Linked DNA regions of Mus musculus: region 1 is linked to region 2. A link is a contact called in public ChIA-PET data. All regions are on one chromosome and are shown on one strand. Each heading gives the region's core, a stretch centred on a gene start, on an enhancer-like site or on the middle of the called end of the contact. The rest is flanking DNA. Distances are from core to core; before and after follow the strand shown.

What was found. ChIA-PET counts read pairs in DNA pulled down with a chosen protein or histone mark.
Region 1: a contact with region 2 is called in an RNA polymerase II ChIA-PET map of memory CD8 T cells, with 5 read pairs. The contact joins two enhancer-like sites. A contact is called at or near these places in 1 of 484 Hi-C or Micro-C datasets (CD8 T cells) and 1 of 115 datasets of contacts at active chromatin or transcription factors (memory CD8 T cells).

What each region holds. Positions count from the first base shown.
Region 1 is chr4:150,938,719-150,943,186 of GRCm38.p6, reverse strand. The region is part of intron 7 of Tnfrsf9 (tumor necrosis factor receptor superfamily, member 9); the gene reads right to left. Among named protein-coding and RNA genes, the nearest start is that of Tnfrsf9, 21 kb to the right of the region's middle. Within about 2 kb of position 3,041, at least 37 of the 459 cell types and tissues checked have an H3K27ac peak or open chromatin away from gene starts, as enhancers often do. A contact at or near this core is called in memory CD8 T cells, where this site is marked.
Region 2 is chr4:150,396,906-150,400,917 of GRCm38.p6, reverse strand. All of the region lies in intron 1 of Rere (arginine glutamic acid dipeptide (RE) repeats), which reads right to left. Among named protein-coding and RNA genes, the nearest start is that of Gm52709, 69 kb to the left of the region's middle. Within about 2 kb of position 1,692, at least 20 of the 459 cell types and tissues checked have an H3K27ac peak or open chromatin away from gene starts, as enhancers often do. A contact at or near this core is called in memory CD8 T cells, where this site is marked.

The DNA.
Region 1 (4,468 bases), core at 1,792-4,291, 540 kb before region 2:
TCCCAGGCCCCAGGGGAAGGGCTGGGGAGAACATCCACTGTCACCCTAGGTCCAGGGCCACTTGCTCTTCCTTGGAGGAAGCTGATAGAGCTTCAGCCTATACTGCCACCCCTGGAGGCACCCGGGCGCCAGGTCAGTGGAGGTCACCTGACAGCAGTGCCTAAGTGTGCCCTGTCCTCTAAGCCAGGGTAATGTCATCTGAGGCCTGAAAGGATCCGTATACAAAGACAACAGCAGGCCCTCCTCCAAGGAAGCTTAGAGCCGAACCCCTGGGAGTGGCCTCAGGGAAAGTCTGAGAAGGTTTACATTAGACTCCATGTCTCCTAACGTGAAGGATCCAATGCAGGATCCCTAAGGCAACCAGGAAGAGCTCAGTTAGAGAAGATACGACCGGCCCAGTTGCAGATGCTAAGATAAGAATGTAAAGTAGCCTCATCGAAAACGTCCAACAAGCAACAAGCAACACATCAGAAACACAAGGGCAACGAGTAGACAGAGAGCTACATGCCGCGGTGAACGGCCAGACTCCCAGCTGCTTGGCAGGTGAGGTAGGATGCTGCTTGAGGTCAGGGGTTCCAGACCAGAAGGGACAACAGCGTGAGACCCCGAGAGAGAATGGAAAGGAACCCAGTGGCTATTTTAAAACTGAAAAATTATGATAATTGAAAATTTAGGAAATCGATGACTATCTTCACAATGGAATGAGGGGAGTGGAGCAGGAAATGTCATTATTTGATCCACGGACGGACGGACAGACAGACGGGTGGACAGACAGAGCCTCAAGGACAGGTGGGGTCTCTGATGAGAGAGCCGAGCTGACATCACTGGAGCGCGGCGGGCGGGAGAAGGGAAACAGGGCTGGATGGTTTAAAAGGCATTTGGAGGAATAATGGCTGAATCGCCATCACCCGCCTCAGAGCTGGGAAAAGGCAAAATCTGCAAGTTCTAGAAGCTGGACCTCAAACCAGAGGGGTCCAGGGATCCACACCACGTCGCAGTCAGAGCTCTGAAGACAAAAGGCAGAGAAAAGTCTTGAGAGCAGCGAGAGACGCCGGCCATGCCGGCCATGCTACTTACGGGGAAACCCACTGGGATAACAGCGGATCTCTTATCAGAATCCTGGAGGCCAGCAGGAAGTGCCTCCCACCACACAGAAGGGGAAATGTTACCCTATTTACAGATGACATTGTGGTCTACACAGAAAACCCCAAGGACTCTGCAAAACACCCCCCTTGACCATGGGGGTGTGTTCATGAGAGAGACGGGATAGAAGCCAGTTTCACAAGCACACCGCTTCTACACATAATGAACACATGATCTAAGGCCCTATGTCATGTCCAGTTGTCTAAAGAAAAGAGGGGGTGGGACTGGAGTGCTGGACACTGCTGGCTCACACCTTTAATCCCAGTAGATCTCTGATTTTAAGGCCAGCCTGTCTACATAGTCCCAGGACAGTCTGGGTTACACAGAGAAACTCTGTCTCAAAAACAAACAAACAAACAAAAATTCCAAGAGCCTGGAGAAATGGCTCAATGGCTAAGAGCACTGACTGCTCTTCCAGAGGTCCTGAGTTCAATTCCCAGCACCCACATCTCACCCACAGCTCACAACCATCTGTAATAGATTTGATGCCCTCTTCTGGTGTTTTGAAGACAGCAACAGTGTACTCACATACAGAAAATAAACAGTTCTCTAAGAACAAAAGCAAACAAAACAAACAAAGGAATGGGGCTGGAGAGATGTTCAGTGGCCAAGAGGGCTTGCTGTTCTTGCAGAGGACCTGAGTTCAGTTCCCAGCACCCAGGTCAGAGAGCTCACAATCTCCTACTCCAGGGTGTCTGCCTCCAATACACACAGCATTCACTTACACAGGCATATATATATATATATATGTATATATATATATATATATATATATATACACATAGAAAAGCTTTAGAAAAGGATTTTTAAGAAGACAGAGGCGATAGTTCAGTGACTAAAGTGCTGGCCACCTACTTATGAGGATGTGAGTTCGGATCCCTAGAATCCCACAAAATGACCACGTGAGCATGGCAGCCTGGCTGTAATCCCAGACTTGGGGGGTAGAGAGAGGAGACCAGATCCTCAGAGCAAGATGGCTAGCAAGCCCAGCCATATAGGTGAGCTCTGAGTTTGATTGACAGATCCCACTTCCATGAAAAAGATGAAAGAAAAAAATCAAAGATGATTCCTGACACCAAAATAGGGCGTCCACGTGCACATTCTCCCACACAGGTATGCCCAGATGTGTGCAAAAATACACACACACACACACACACACACACATGCACGCGCGTGCTCGCGCGCGCGCGCTAAGAAGGGGGGCAGTAAATACTCAGGCCCAAATCTTAAAAAATAAAAATAAAAAAAGGCATATTGGACTTATATATTGTAAATTATAAAATATCGGTAAGGAAAGAGGAAGTGTAAATGGAGAGCCATACTAGGTTCATGGAGAGGGACAGCTAGCGGGAAGATCCGCAGATTTCACGACACCTCCATCAGAGTACCAGCTGCCTTTCTGTAGACACAGATAAGAATCTCATAAAGTTTACACGGAACTATAAAAGAAACAGAATAAACAGCTAAAACAAACCTGAACAGGTAAGATGGGGCGGGGAGGGTCCTCTACTCTCTACCCAGTTTTGAGACTGATATTATCATCACAGTAATCAAGACTCGATGGTGCAGGAATAGACACACAGCTGTAACAGAAGACTCCGCCCCCTCACAAGAACTGCCAATAATCAGGGACTCCACCCCCTCATGAGCACAGAGCCAATAAAAATGTGGGTAGACAGAGAAGGGAGACTGTTTCTTTGAGTAACACTGGAATATGGCAAGCACAGCTCCCTAGCCCCAAAAAGAAAAAGTCTCGACCTTAAGTTCTGACACTTTATAGCTAGCTAACTTATAGCTTTAAATGTCAAACACAAAAGTGTAAAACGTAGACACTACCACTGGGGAAAGTCTCAACCCTTCCGACCCAGGACGTAGGGAGGGGTTCTTAGATGTGGGCTGGCGAGGTAGCTGGGCGAAAAGCACCTGCTGCTGAAGCTTGAAGGCTTGCGTTTAATCCCTGTGAACCATGTGGTAGAAGGAGAGCACCTACTCCCACGGGGACTCCTCTGACCTACACACATGCACTTGCATGTGACTGCCCACACACACCCGTGCCCCCACATGCATTCCACCATGCACACACATCCATAGCCCCCACACGCACGCACTCATGCCTCATTACACCTCCTCCTCTCATACATCCACCACACTCTCTCTCTCTCTCTCTCTCTCTCTCTCTCTCTCTCGGGGAGGGAGAGACATAAAACTATTTTTCCTTTAGGAAAAAAAAAAAGTCAGTGCTCTATTTACATGTACACCTACACACCAGAAGAGGGCATAAGATCCCATTACAGGTGGCTGTCAGACACCATGTGGTGGCTGGGAATTGAACTCAGGACCTCTGGAAGAACGGTCAGTGCTCTCAGCCAGAGGAGCCATCTCTCCAGCTCCATTAAGAAAATATTTTGAAGCCAAATCCAGTGGTGAGACCAGCATTCCTATGGCAAGATGGATGAGAGGCAAAGACAGGGGTGGGGAATGGGGGTGGGGCCGGGGATGGAGACTCAGTGCTAGCTAGTCTACATTGCTTGGTGGATACAAGAGAGACTCAGCCAAGTGGAGGAGAGAATCTCCCTTTGCAGGTGGTCTTCTGATCTCAGCACACACACAAAGTAAACAAAAGCAAACTCAGAAACATCTGACTCTCTGGGTGCATTTATCTTAAGAGACACAAAAACTTACCCTCACATGAAACCTACCCATAAGCATCCATAGATTTAGGGGTGGGTTGTTGTTGTTTTTGTTTGGTTTGGGTTGATTGTTTTACATGTAAGAGTAAAATATCACAGGGCTGGAGAGCTGGCTCAGTAGTTGAGCACTCGCTGCTCCTGCAAAGGACCCTAGATCAGTTCCCAGCACCCACACAGAGGAGCCACACAGTGACATATCACTGCCTGTAAGTCCAGTTCCAGAGGGTCTGGCCTCCACATGTCCCTGCGTGCATTTTATACAATAAAACTCATGCAATTGTTTTTGTAACAAATTAATTGTAACACATTAAATAATAAATATACTTTTTAAACAACTAGGAGTTAAAATGGAAAATAGATGAGGGGGCTGCCAGAGAAAGGGGGACAGGAGTAGGGGCTGAGGAGAGCCAGCGGGGGCCAAGACCTTGCTTGTGGATAGTCTGGGGGCATTTTGTTTGCTTGATTGTTGTTGAGTCTTGTGATCTAGGGCCATGAGCCTCCTGCTTCAGTCTCTCTCATGCCGGGGCTCCAGATCTGCACCCCACGCCCCACTTTACAAGCTGCCTGGTTCAGTTATGTTACATGAATCTACACAGCTAATGAAGTGACTGACAGCTATGTGTGTTCACACCATC
Region 2 (4,012 bases), core at 443-2,942:
GAAAGTAAGTGAAAAATTTGACAGATCATCAACTTCACAGAACACTCATCTCTCATGCTGAGGGGGTGTACATACCAAGCACAGACTGTACACTGCCCACAGCAGTGACCCCAAGGTTCACCAAAGATTTTCTCAATTCTTTCTTAGGAGTTTTCTGATCAACACCAAAGGTTAAAGGAAGGATATCAACTGTCCTTCCCCCAGTCCACTGGAACCAAGATACATCTGAGAGGAAACAGACATAAATAGCAACTATGCAGGAAAAATATGTGTAAACTAAACCAAACCATGCCGTGGTAACATCTATAGCCTTATAAAATTCAATAGGTGTTACTGTTATAGAAATGCCACAACAGCCAAAGCAGGCACAAAAAGGGGCTAAGCAAGATGACTAAAATCACACACATGATGTTTCTTACATCTACAACCCACTTGTGATGCTGAGATTAAACCCAGGACCTTGTACATGGTTATAACTGCTCTTCCAGACGGTTAAATCACCACCAGCAGCGCCCATCTCCCCTGACTCCCATCCCTTCTCTCACCTACCTCTGTTTGTCTGTTTTCCAGAAAGGGTCACCATATGTAGACCAGGCTAGCCTTGAACAGAGATCCACTCGTCTCTGCATCCAAAGTGCTGGGATTAAAGGTGTACACCATCATGCCTGGCCAGAGTCCATCTCTTAACCACAAAGCTATCCTGCTTTAAATTATGTGCCTCAAAATTCCAGGTTATCTCATGTAGTGAGCAATGAAAACCTGGTGCTGTTGCAGACTATTAAAATTAAAAAACAAAAACAAAAAGAAAACCTTTGAAAACCAGCAATGTTATCTGGCAGTGAGGATTATTTTCCATCATAAGTTGTTGAATACCAGGCCAAGCCTGATGATGGCTCTAAATCCTGGCACTTGAGAGGCAGAGGTAGGCAGATCTCTTTAAAGTTTGTCTATATAGTGAGTTTCAGGCTAGCCACGATGGTGGGAGGGATGGAGTGTGAGAGCAACAACAGGAGAGATGGTTCAGCAATTAAAAGTGTATACTGTTCTTCTAGAGAACCTAAGTTTGGTCACAGCACCCACTTCAGGATGCTTATAATTCCTGCTCCAGGCTATCTGACGCCTCTGTGCATTCATATGAGCGCACACACATGCATGCACGTGCCAACACCAACACACACACACACACACACACACACACACACACCTATACATAAATAAATATAGGAGACTGGAGAGATGGCTCTGTGTTTAAGCACACTGACTGTTCTTTAAGAGGACCCCAGGTTCAAATCCCAAGACCCACATGGCGGCTCACACTGTCTGTAACTCCAAGATCTGACACTCTCACACAGACATGAAGGCAAAACACCAATGAAAATAAAAATAAAAAAATAATAAACATAATTAAGTGTAATAAAAATAAATGTTAGAAACTGTTTTAGCATTCTCATTTAAAAACAAAGGGAGCTAGGTATGGTGGCACGTGTCTTTAATCCCTGCACTTGGGAGGCAGTAGGCAGGCAGATCTCTTGAGTTTGAGGCCAGCCAGTCTACACAGCAAACTCCAGAACAGCAGGGACTAGAGACCCTGTCTCAAAAAATAAAAATGAATAGTCTGAATTAGAAGGCCTTAGTGCCAGAAAAACAGCTGCAGCCCCACATGCAACAGGAAGCCACAGGTGAGCTGCTATAGCTGCGTGACTTGCTTTCAAAGGGAAATCAATTTTCTTTTCCTGTTCTCTTTTATACCAACATGCCTGAGAAAGAAAATGTAATGACTTAGACTCCAGAGAAGGAAATGTTACTCTGACACTCGTATTCACAGTGTGAGGAATCAGGCATTCTCATAAGCAGCATCCTGCTGTGGAGAAGGCCTCAACACATGCCAGGAGTCACTGATGAAGCTGCAAAGTGACACTGAGATGTGGACTCAGCAGGTGAGAAGGAAAACTTTCCCATCTGAAACTGATGTGGTGTAAGGTTGGTCCATCTGGCCAAACCTAACCATCCCAGTGAGGCAGCAATTCTCTACCTGTGTGATCAGTAACCAGGAACACCATCAATCTGGGGGTTTTGTACACTCAATTCTCAGAATCCAGGGCTTACTGAAGGCCCCAATGTCAATGCCCAGAACAAAGGGGTCAAATGCAAAGAGGAGCCTTTGTAGCAGGAAGCCTTAGCAAAAGCTTTTGCTTTCATACACAGGGAGGCAAGACACTGAATGGCACGTTCTAAACAGGCTTTAAGAGAATTTCGAGAACTAAGTCTGATAGAGTAGCAAATAGAAAACCTTAATTTCCTCCCTAAGGATAAAAGAGCAAACCTTAGCATACAATTAACAGCTCTACTAAAATTTTAAAACTATGTATTTTAGGGTCCAGAGAATAGCTCCATAGTTAAGAACACTCTCTCAGAGAACCCAGGCTCAATTTCCAATACCCACGTGACAGGCAGCTCCTAACTTTCTGTAACTCCAGCTTAAGGGGATCAGCTGCTCTCCTCTGGCTTCCCTAGGCACAAGCCATACACACGGCGGACAGACATACATGCAGACAAAACCCTCATACACATGAATAAAACTGAAGACAGTGGAACGATTTTATCATCGTAAACTGAAGCAGAAACGTTCGAGGATGAAATGTCCTAGCATATTTCCAATAAAAAATTTAAAACCTCGAAGGTTTTGTATATGTGTGTACATGCACATGTGTGTGTACATTTGTGTGTCTGTGTGTATACACATGTTCCATGTCAGTACACATGGAGACCAGAAACTGGCATCATGTGTCTTCTTTAGTTGATCTCTACCGTATTTTTGGGACAAGCTCTCTCACTGAACCTGGAGCTCACTGACTCAGCAAGACCAGCAAGGCAGTAAACTTTAAGATCCGTCTGCATCCCAGATCGAGGATTAGGACTGGATCTCGCACTGCCACACCTGGCTTCTTACAAGAACACTGAGGCTCGTGCAGCAAGCACCGTATCTCCCCAGCCCCACGTCACACCTTCAAATGGGAAGCCTTTGGTCGTTACACACAGACCTGTGTTGCTTTGTACATTGCCTATAGCTGTTTATTCTATTCAGCCCAAGAAGAAAAATTCACAGTTCAGTGTAAAGGAAAGTTTTTCTACAGTGGTGCCTTCAACAACTGGAGCTAGATATGTCTTTGTGTGTACGTGGGAGGGGGTGCGCTGTGCATACTGGATGTGTAGGAGCAGTCGCGGTCTATACCCATTTAGGTTCTGCTAGCACAACCCCAAGTTCTGATCAGCATTACAAAAAGAAAAACCTCTCCAGATATCACCACATAATCTCTGGGAAACAAATTTGCCCACAAATGAGAACTTAAATACCTGTGTTGTTTTACTCAAAATTATGCCTGACTAATATGGAATCCATAGACCTAACACCATTACTTCCTTGTTCCGCTAGCTGTGGGGGAGGGGCAACAGCATTACAAACACTCTAATGTGCCATGTTCTTTGTTCTCTAAAATAAACTGAACTGCCTGCAACAGTAATTATACAGCTGTCTCAGGCCGAATCAGGAGAATAAGAGCAAACGCCCCAAGAACCTGAAGGTCATTAGGAGCAGCGCTCCTCTGGAGACCCAGTCTGCTTCTGGAGCAAGGAAGGGCTTTTGCTGATGCCCAACTCAAGAGAAAATGAGAAGCCAAGGGAAAGAGAAGCCAAATGCCTATAAGCCAAGTCCCTGGTCTGAACGCAGGAAAGAATTCTGAAGCGCTGTTTCCATAGCACAACTGTAATGAGAACACTAAGAAAGGGAAAGAAAAACATAAGGACAAAGCATTGGGTTGCAGAAATAGCTCAGCTGGTGAAATGTTTGCCCTGAAAACAACAGTTCAGTTCAGTGCCCATTCGAGGAGAAGAAAGGGGAATGTATTAGGTGCTGGGTTTCAGATGCCTCGCAGATAAGACGCAGGCACAGGGAAAGGTCAGAAAGCTCGGGCTTACGTATAAAGCTAGCTAGCAGGCCTCAGCACAGGAGCAG